3 separate regions of the Anser cygnoides genome follow, and all the other regions are linked to region 3. A link is a contact called in public Hi-C data. All regions are on one chromosome and are shown on one strand. The core of a region is the stretch at or near the end of the contact, and the rest is flanking DNA. Distances in the headings are between cores, read along the strand shown.

Region 1 (2,700 bases), core at 76-2,575, 150 kb after region 3:
GGACAGACACCCTCACAAGTCAGGCCAGAGCTCTCACATCACAAAAACCGCTGGTTAATCACTGACCAGACACTTCCTTCTGAACAAGCGGCATCACTCCCCCAGGTTCCCCTTGCAGGTCTCACATTCCCGCTCAGGGCTGTGGAGCTGAGATCACAGCCTGGGACGGAGGGCTGCGGGGCACGTCCTCCCAGCTCCAGGCAGCTGGGGGCCCTGGGCTCCCCCGCTTCAGACTTCCCTGCAGAATACACCTGCCTGGACCGCACTGTTTATTCTGGTGAGCTTTACCTCGCCAGCCCCAATTTCTACTCTGCACTTAAAAACGCTAAGCGTAAAGCCATGAAGGGTTATAAATACCCAGAGTGCAGCCTAATTATAGCCGTGGGTTTCAGAGAATTTAGACAAACAGCATCCCAAGGGCTGGACTGCTCTGCTTGAGCACTTGGGCGGACACATCACAGGTGAAGCCCTCTTATTTCTCACATGCACGAATTTATCCTCAGGCCGAATGTTATTGCTGCTGTACTAAAACATGACGTCAATGTGAGGCAGGAAAAGCGCAAGCATACACATGGAAGGCAAAGAAAGAACAAGTAATTTGAAAAATTATGCTCATCGTGAGAGCTCTTCAAATAAAAGTATCTTGCAGAAGACAGGAAAATGTTTTGTGTGGGGAGGTGAGACGCGGTGCTTTTGCCTGAGGATGCTCAAGCCAGCAGGCCTGGGCTCTGTGCACATTTGGGTGCCTCCAGGCACCATGCCTTGGGCAGGGGTGCAGGATGCTGCTCAGTGCTCTGGCATGGGCTGCCCTCCCTCCTTTCACCACGTCCTTGTAGCCTGGAAGACCTTTGGCAGGGCCTTTCCCATCCTGCATTTATAAAGGCGGGCAGCAAGTCTGGGAGAACAAAGCCACCAGCTGACGCTGGGGAAGCAGCAGCTCTCCCCTCTCCTTTGCCACTGTCCTGCTGCAGCTGGGGCAAAGCTTTGTGCCCAAGTTTTCCCCCAGCACAATTTTATTTCCTGTCTTCTTCTGCGAAGTGTTTTGAGACCTACTTAAGTTAAGTGCCAAGTAGGAAATACTTCACTGATAACACAGGAACGTTTTGACCCAGCATCCGCCGACAAGAGAGGTGTCATATTCCTGTACTGCCGGGGTGCTCCCTGATCCAAATAAATCGGAAGCGGGCCATATTGAGTCTCACTGCAGCTTGGCTCATTGGTCTTGTCCATCTGCACAGCTCCAAAAGGAAAAGACGCCTTCTCAAGCTGCTGTACATCTTTGTGCAAAACCCTTCCTGATTTTTCAAGCTGCTTCCCTGTGCCTTCCCTCAGGGTCTCTCTACATACCACCCATGCCCAACAGCAGGGTGTTTAAGCAATGCAGCAGACCCCTAGCCCCAGTGCCTTACTGCTTTGTCCTCTCCCCAGGAAAATGGCATTTGCAGCCGTGCAGGGTGCCCCAGCTCCTGCAGAGGTGTCCTGAGCCTGGCTCTCTCCCTGCCTTGCTGCCCAGCACTGCTCTGCTCAGCCCTGCCGGTGCTCCCTCTGCTATTCTGCTCTGTGGCACGTAGTTTATTTTTCTGATGAAAGACAAAGCTCGATTTTATGTTTTTACACGAGTGTAGATGTTGGCTGACGGACTTTATCCATAGTAGTGAGGAAATTCAGACCCTCCGGCACTGGGTGAAATAACACAGTGCATGCAAACTCCATTTCATAATTGGAACCATTTGTTTGTGCAGCTCTGTGCAGGGGCACACGGGCACCAGGAATGTTTTCCTTCTCCCCAGGTTTGTTTCATGGAGCTCCAGAACCAGAGGCTGAAAGAATTTAGCAGAGTTCACGACCTCCGAAGCCAAGCAAACCCAGCGGTTCAGGAATTTGTGTGCACTGCATCGATCCACACCGTACAGGCCTTGCACCTTTCAACTCTTTGTTCAAAGAACAGTTTAATTCTCCATTTAGCTGAATCAGATCCCCTGGTCAGAGCAGCACTGTTTGGAGCAGCTCACTGATAACAAATCTGGGCATCAGATGCAGAACTGGGTGCTTTGGATCATGTTCATGCCCAACACTGTGTGCCCAATTTGTGGCCTGCCAAATTCTGAGAAATCTGAAAAAAAAATCAGCTGTATCTTACAGCAATGCCATTTCCCCACTCCTGGCTTCAGTTCTTAGAAGCCACCATTAACAATGAAATTTTTGTTATGAGAGTGAACCAAATGAGACCAGGATGCTTCAGGGGGTCCTCTGAAGCCGAAGTGGCGACCCTCAGCAGCGCCGACACACGGCTCCTCCAGGGTCCCCCAGCTCCCAAACCCAGGAGACACCCCCTGATTTCCTACAGTCAGGGCTCTCATCGCTGCAGCCTGGTGCTCTTCGCACCCCAGTCTCATCCAACGGGCAGCACAAGGTTATTTGCTGCCGCACAAGGCAACACACTTGCATGTTTCAAACCTGGCAGGCAGCTTCGGATCGTATGGTCTGACCTGCTGTAGTGGAGAGGCTACAGAACCGCGCTTGCTCTCTGCAATATGGAGCCCACACATACAAACACAAATATTTAGATAAACGATGGCTGTTTTCCAAGCACAGTATTTCTTCTCTAGCCACACCATCATTCCGAACACCGGGACACCGCTGCGCCGTGGCATTTTGGGGAGCAGGGCACAGCAGAGGGGGGGGGACGACAGCAGCCGA
Region 2 (2,700 bases), core at 73-2,572, 210 kb after region 3:
CTTCCCTATCGCTCCCATCCTTTCCTTCCCTCTCTCTGCTCCAAAAACCCAATGCAGCTTTGAAGACAAGATTATTGCGAGGATATCAGGGGGCACAGAGGCTTGCCGGTGTCGGTGATGTGAAGAACAGCTTTCTGAACCCGGAGCTGCAACGAGCGCACGCTCACGCAGCCAGGTGCTGTGGGGTCGGAGCCTGGCTCTGCAGGAGGAACGGGGACTCGGAGCTGCTCTTTCCAGCCCCATGCCTGCCACCCGCAGTGTGCACAGAGCTGAGATCAGCCCCTCCGAGTCACAGCGGGCTCTGGGTGCATCAGGACAGGGCAGGGACACCCCTTCCCTCTCTCCATCCTCCCCGCACTCTTCAAGGATGAGACACAGCAGGCAGAGAGGCTGGTTTTTTCCTTCTTCCCTTCCTTAAGGGAGTGGTTGATTAATCCTTTCTGAAAATTACTGCCTCTGAAGCATTCCCATTTGGTCATCCAAAAACAGAGACTCCCCAAATCACTATTTTCTTTTCAAATTACAGACCAGAAGCTTTTACAGCCACCTCAGTAGTTTGCATCTCTCCTAAGGCAGTAATGACTGAACATGTTAAACATAAGATGCCTGCTTCCTGGCCTCCATGAAATGGAGAAAAATTATTCACAAAACCAGCTACTCACACATTATCAGCAGCATATATTTTCTTATTTTTCCTTTCTTTCTATTTTTTTAACCAGAAAACATGGTCATTGGTTTGGGGAAAAAAAAAAAAAAACCTAAGATTTTTTAAGCAATGTTTTATTTCCAAACAAAGATTTTTCTCAGAAGTTTGTATGGGCAGAAAGATGTATTTCCCGGTCAATACCATGAGCTGCTCCAGCGGCCGAGGAGGCCCCTTGCAGGGGAGCACCAAATCACCTCGAGAGGCAGCACTGTGCCCCGTGGTTCTCGGCTCTCGCACGTGGTGTGAGCTTGGCCAGGAGCCATCAGGGCTGGGAAGGTCACATTTTGCACAAGAATTACCTTTGTACCGATGTGGTGATTTTATACGTATTTTGAAATTGGTTACTCATTTGAAAGGTGCATGTTTTTAATCTTTAAATTCAAATGCTTTTAGCTCCTTTTCCCTCAACACACTTTTCAAACAGAAAAACTTTGGGGCAGTGGCAAGTCTGGAAAGACAGAAAGCTGTCTAACCCGAGCTGACAAAAGGGAAAGCAAACGTCCCTGCTCAAACAAGTTCTCCCGTCTGCACTGACAGCTTGCCAGGCATGCGAGATAGCTCTTTTGATAATATTTAATATGGCTTCGATATAATGATGTCACATTATTTGCAATGACACTGGATCACTTCTGGAAAAAAAATTGCATGCTGTGCCTATCACTCGGAGCTGGAATGAATTACGGCTCCTGACAACGGCCATCTCGCCTTCCCGGCTGTGCTCTGCCAGGAGTTCCCCACAAGATTACTGGGGTATGAGACTGTAATGGTACAAGCAGTCAATAATTCAAGGGTTATTGATTGAAACCAGCCCTATTCTTTTTTAATTTATATGTTATCCAATTTTTTTCCACCTGTTTTATTTTTTTTCTTCTTCATCTGAGGGCTCCAGGGCTTTCTCTCCTGACAAAAGCACCTGCTGGACAGGACTGCCTCATATTCAACTTATTACTTTCTCCCATTCTTTAAATTGCCAAGGTAATTCACGCAGCACTTACAGGAGCAGTGGTGCCACGGGGAGGGCAGGATTTGGGAACGGCTGGTCCTGGCCCCACGCAGCACCGGGTCCAATGCCGGTACTCCGGGGAGGAGAGGGGCATCCCCAGTATGGCCTGAGAGCAATAAGGGATGCGAGGCACTGGCAGCACCATCCCATTCCCTCCACTCTCCACCAGAATTCAATTATCTCCTCCCCATCCGTTTCACCTTGAAGGCAATGAGCAAGCTCCCCGTAACAAGCAGTTTAGGCTCGCAATGTCCACAACAAGACAATTTTAACCTTCATTCTGCAAATCGCTCCTCATATGTTACATTTCATAAGATCTAAATGACCCATGGCTCTTCCCTTTATATTTTACTGTCTCCCAGACACGGCTCTCTCTTTTTTAACCCACAGTTTTGAATGCCATAGCGTTTCCTTGCCAAGGCAGGGGACTACGTTCCTCTCCAGCTCAGTGTTTCTGAATTTTTGTTTTGTCACACCGCTCTGTTCCTAATGAGCTGTTAATGATATGACCATTACCTATGCAAATTAGGAAAGCAGATTCAGAGGGTGTTTTTTACCTGGAGAGAGAGGCTGCTCCCTTAACACAGGAGATAATAAATCATGCTAGTGTTTTTGTTAAACTGCAACTCTTATGGGACCCAATTCGCTACAAATCTCTACTGCAAGCTGCAGCAGCACAATCAACACCTTCTGCAAAATGGCACTGGACACTTAGGCAGGGAAGAGCCAGCTCTACCTCTGTTTTAATTAGATGAACAAATAAAATGTGATGTCTAAATGCCCTCAGCAGCCATAGCCAGGCTGCTCGGCCGTGATCTCAGCAGGCGGTTAAAAGCCCCTTCCTCTCAAAGTGTGGCTTCAGACTTTGGCAAAGGCTGCTGTAGCTCCTGGACCACAAACCAGAAAGAAGAGCAGCTCTTCTGCCCCTTGAAGCTTTACCTTTGGAGAGCCGGGCCACCAAGTGGGCTGTGGGGATCTGGGGAGCCCTGTG
Region 3 (2,700 bases), core at 95-2,594:
CCACAGCCTTTTTTTTTTTTTTTTTGCTGGGGCTGGTATTATTTTCATTGAACAGATGCAATCACCTACATGATAAACACACAGAATTACAATACCAGGGAATTCAAGGAAGTATTCTCCCCCCCCAGGCTGTACTGGACATCAGCGAATTGAAGAGGAACAACTGGAAGGGAGGTCTATAGCTGCAAAATGACTACTGTATGGCCCAATTACAGAGCTTGTTTTTTATTGCAAAGTCACTTCAACTCAGTACATTCTCTCTAAATTATAATTTAAATAATAAACAAAAAGTAGAGGACTGGGGAAAAATCTCACTGAACTTCACACATCCCTCCAGGCTTTAATACTTGTGTCAGCCCCAGGCGTGTAAGGTCCATGCCACATGCACGGAGATAGTAGAATTTGCTTCCTCTCTTAAAAAGACAAATATTGTTAAATTACCTTGAAAGAACAATTTGCTGTAAAAGGCATTTATCCTTTGACTTTAACAGATATACTTTTGTGAGCTAGTTTTTTACTTAATGTCTAATCAGTGGGTGCTATTAATGTCCAGAGGCAGGAAAAAAGAACTCGATGCAATTATGCCGTGGGAGTCTTGTAATCATTTATAGGTCATCACCTCAAAACTCTCTCTCTAATGAATTGAATCATTACATCAGATGCACACTGAGAAATTTGGTTCACATTTTAAAGATTGCAGAGGATCATAATTTGAAAAAGTATTTTGCATTTCAGTTTTTCCACATACTCTTTATCAGGTTAAAGCTAGAAGACTGCGCTGGAAAGGCGGAGCAGCAAGATCCTGTCTGCTTTCAAAGCACACAAACGTCATGGACAAGGAGGCAAGTGCAAGTAAGCTTTACTTGTTGATGGCATAAGAAACGAAATAAAGTGGGAGAAATTTTGAAACCCTGACTGTCAATTTGTCAAATTAAGTGAAGGTGTGTGGGCATCTGACCAAGGACTCTGACCCGAGTGGAGCTGTAGCAGGGTGACCAGACCACGTGCCAGAGCCCTCTGCTGCCTCACGGCGTGTTTGTGCAGGGACAGGGCAGGGGACAGTCCAACTCCTAAGTTGGCTATAATGGAAAAATGCAAGGTTTTGGTAAAACACAAAATAGGGTTTGCATTTTTGGGCAGAAGAACCAGCGCCTCTTCAGCAGCCAGATGCCAGTGTAAACTTGAGGGACGCTACATTCAAATATTTCAACAGCAGCACAGGCAAAAATATTAAACATCACTAACTGCTTCTAGGGAGTAATTTTATCAAACCCATTCAAAACAAGGTTCTTGCACAAGGATCAGCTTGGTATGTTCTCATAAATGCAATATTCACTACAAATCATTAACAAAGCTATTAAGATTCGATTTCCATCTAAGCAACTATTGCAAGCTTTTTTTTTTTTTACATTTACTTTAAAAGACTCAATCCTATTTTCAATTCATTAAACTGTTCCTTGCATTTACTGAGTTTTACATCAGCTTGGAAGCCTATTTGAATTAATAAGAATTACAGTAGAAGTAATTTAGAAATAAATTATTTGAAGTTCAAACCACTGAAGCTTTTCATGCTGGAATGCTGCTACATTAAGCCTGCTGACTGATTGCTTTAGAAGTCCAGCATCTAGGTCCAGGCTGGCGTCAGGATCTGTCTCCAGGAAGTATTTATTCTCCCTCAGGCTTTGGGGTTAATGACAGGCACAGTGCACATAAGGACAAAGCTTCTTGTTCTGCAACAGCCAGCATCTCAACCTTCATGGATTTTTGTGTATTTATTCTGAACCAAAGGGCACCCTATCCGGCTGCTGTTTGCAAAGATTCCCTTGCTCTGCTGACCTAAATTTGTTTGCTTAACTAACAGCACCAGACAGTACAAGTTAACACTTCTGGTTATCTGCATTCACATCTGCTCCCAGTTACCACGACGTGGAAGCTATTTCTGAGAACAGCATCAATTACAAACTTCAAATGAAATAAAAAAAATGCAACGTGAAGTGAGAACTCTCTAGACCCATTTTAATTTCAACATTTCAGGAAGTTATTCCCTAATATTTATTGGCACTATACAAGTGTTCTGAGCATTAACTTTCATTGAAATACATACACTGAAAGTACCACAACATCATTGTAACAGGGAAAAGATCTGGGTGGGGAGAGGGAGGAAGAAGCTGAGTTTTGTGGATCCCACACAGAATCACAGTAGATGAGAGGGGAAAAAAAGGAAAGTTGCTATTGATAAAGAACTCTGAAAACATTTGCCAATTAGCAGTACTCCTGGGGGGCAGAGCATGAGCAGGGCAAATGGAAAAAAACCAACAGAATTATTCTTGCCATATTTTCATCTAATTAAATGTGAATGGAATATGAAAGCCCCCATGCATTGGTTTTGTATCAGACACGTTCCTGTTGAGAACTCCAAACCTAAGTAGAAATCAGTGCCCCATGCCAATAATGGACAGACTCAAAGATCTGACTTAACATTTCAAATAAGGTGCAGGATTGCTTGATTAGAACATAACTTGGTCCATATAATTCACCTTCCCTTTCGGGTCTATTAAAAAAGTTATGAAGAAAATAGTACATATTTGCAGGGTGTTCTAGGTGTTTGAATCTCTTAGGAAAGTTTTTTTTTCCTTGTTTTTCTTTGTTTTGTTTTTATTTTGTTTTCAAGTCCTATGCACACTTCAGAAAGAAATCCTT

What was found. A called contact is a pair of places that touch in the nucleus more often than the background predicts.
Region 1: a contact with region 3 is called in a Hi-C map of liver, with 2.1 times the contacts expected there. The contact joins two enhancer-like sites. A contact is called at or near these places in 2 of 7 Hi-C or Micro-C datasets (both in liver).
Region 2: a Hi-C map of liver shows a contact between it and region 3, with 2.3 times the contacts expected there. The contact joins two enhancer-like sites. A contact is called at or near these places in 2 of 7 Hi-C or Micro-C datasets (both in liver).

Annotation. Positions count from the first base shown.
Region 1 is chr21:2,731,871-2,734,570 of Taihu_goose_T2T_genome, forward strand. All of the region lies in intron 1 of LOC106039767 (a long non-coding RNA gene), which reads right to left. Among named protein-coding and RNA genes, the nearest start is that of CADM1, 27 kb to the left of the region's middle. Within about 2 kb of position 1,326, at least 2 of the 3 cell types and tissues checked have open chromatin away from gene starts, as enhancers often do. A contact at or near this core is called in liver, where this site is marked.
Region 2 is chr21:2,796,474-2,799,173 of Taihu_goose_T2T_genome, forward strand. No RefSeq gene overlaps it. Among named protein-coding and RNA genes, the nearest start is that of CADM1, 92 kb to the left of the region's middle. Within about 2 kb of position 1,323, at least 2 of the 3 cell types and tissues checked have open chromatin away from gene starts, as enhancers often do. A contact at or near this core is called in liver, where this site is marked.
Region 3 is chr21:2,584,042-2,586,741 of Taihu_goose_T2T_genome, forward strand. All of the region lies in intron 1 of CADM1 (cell adhesion molecule 1), which reads right to left. Among named protein-coding and RNA genes, the nearest start is that of CADM1, 120 kb to the right of the region's middle. Within about 2 kb of position 1,345, at least 2 of the 3 cell types and tissues checked have open chromatin away from gene starts, as enhancers often do. A contact at or near this core is called in liver, where this site is marked.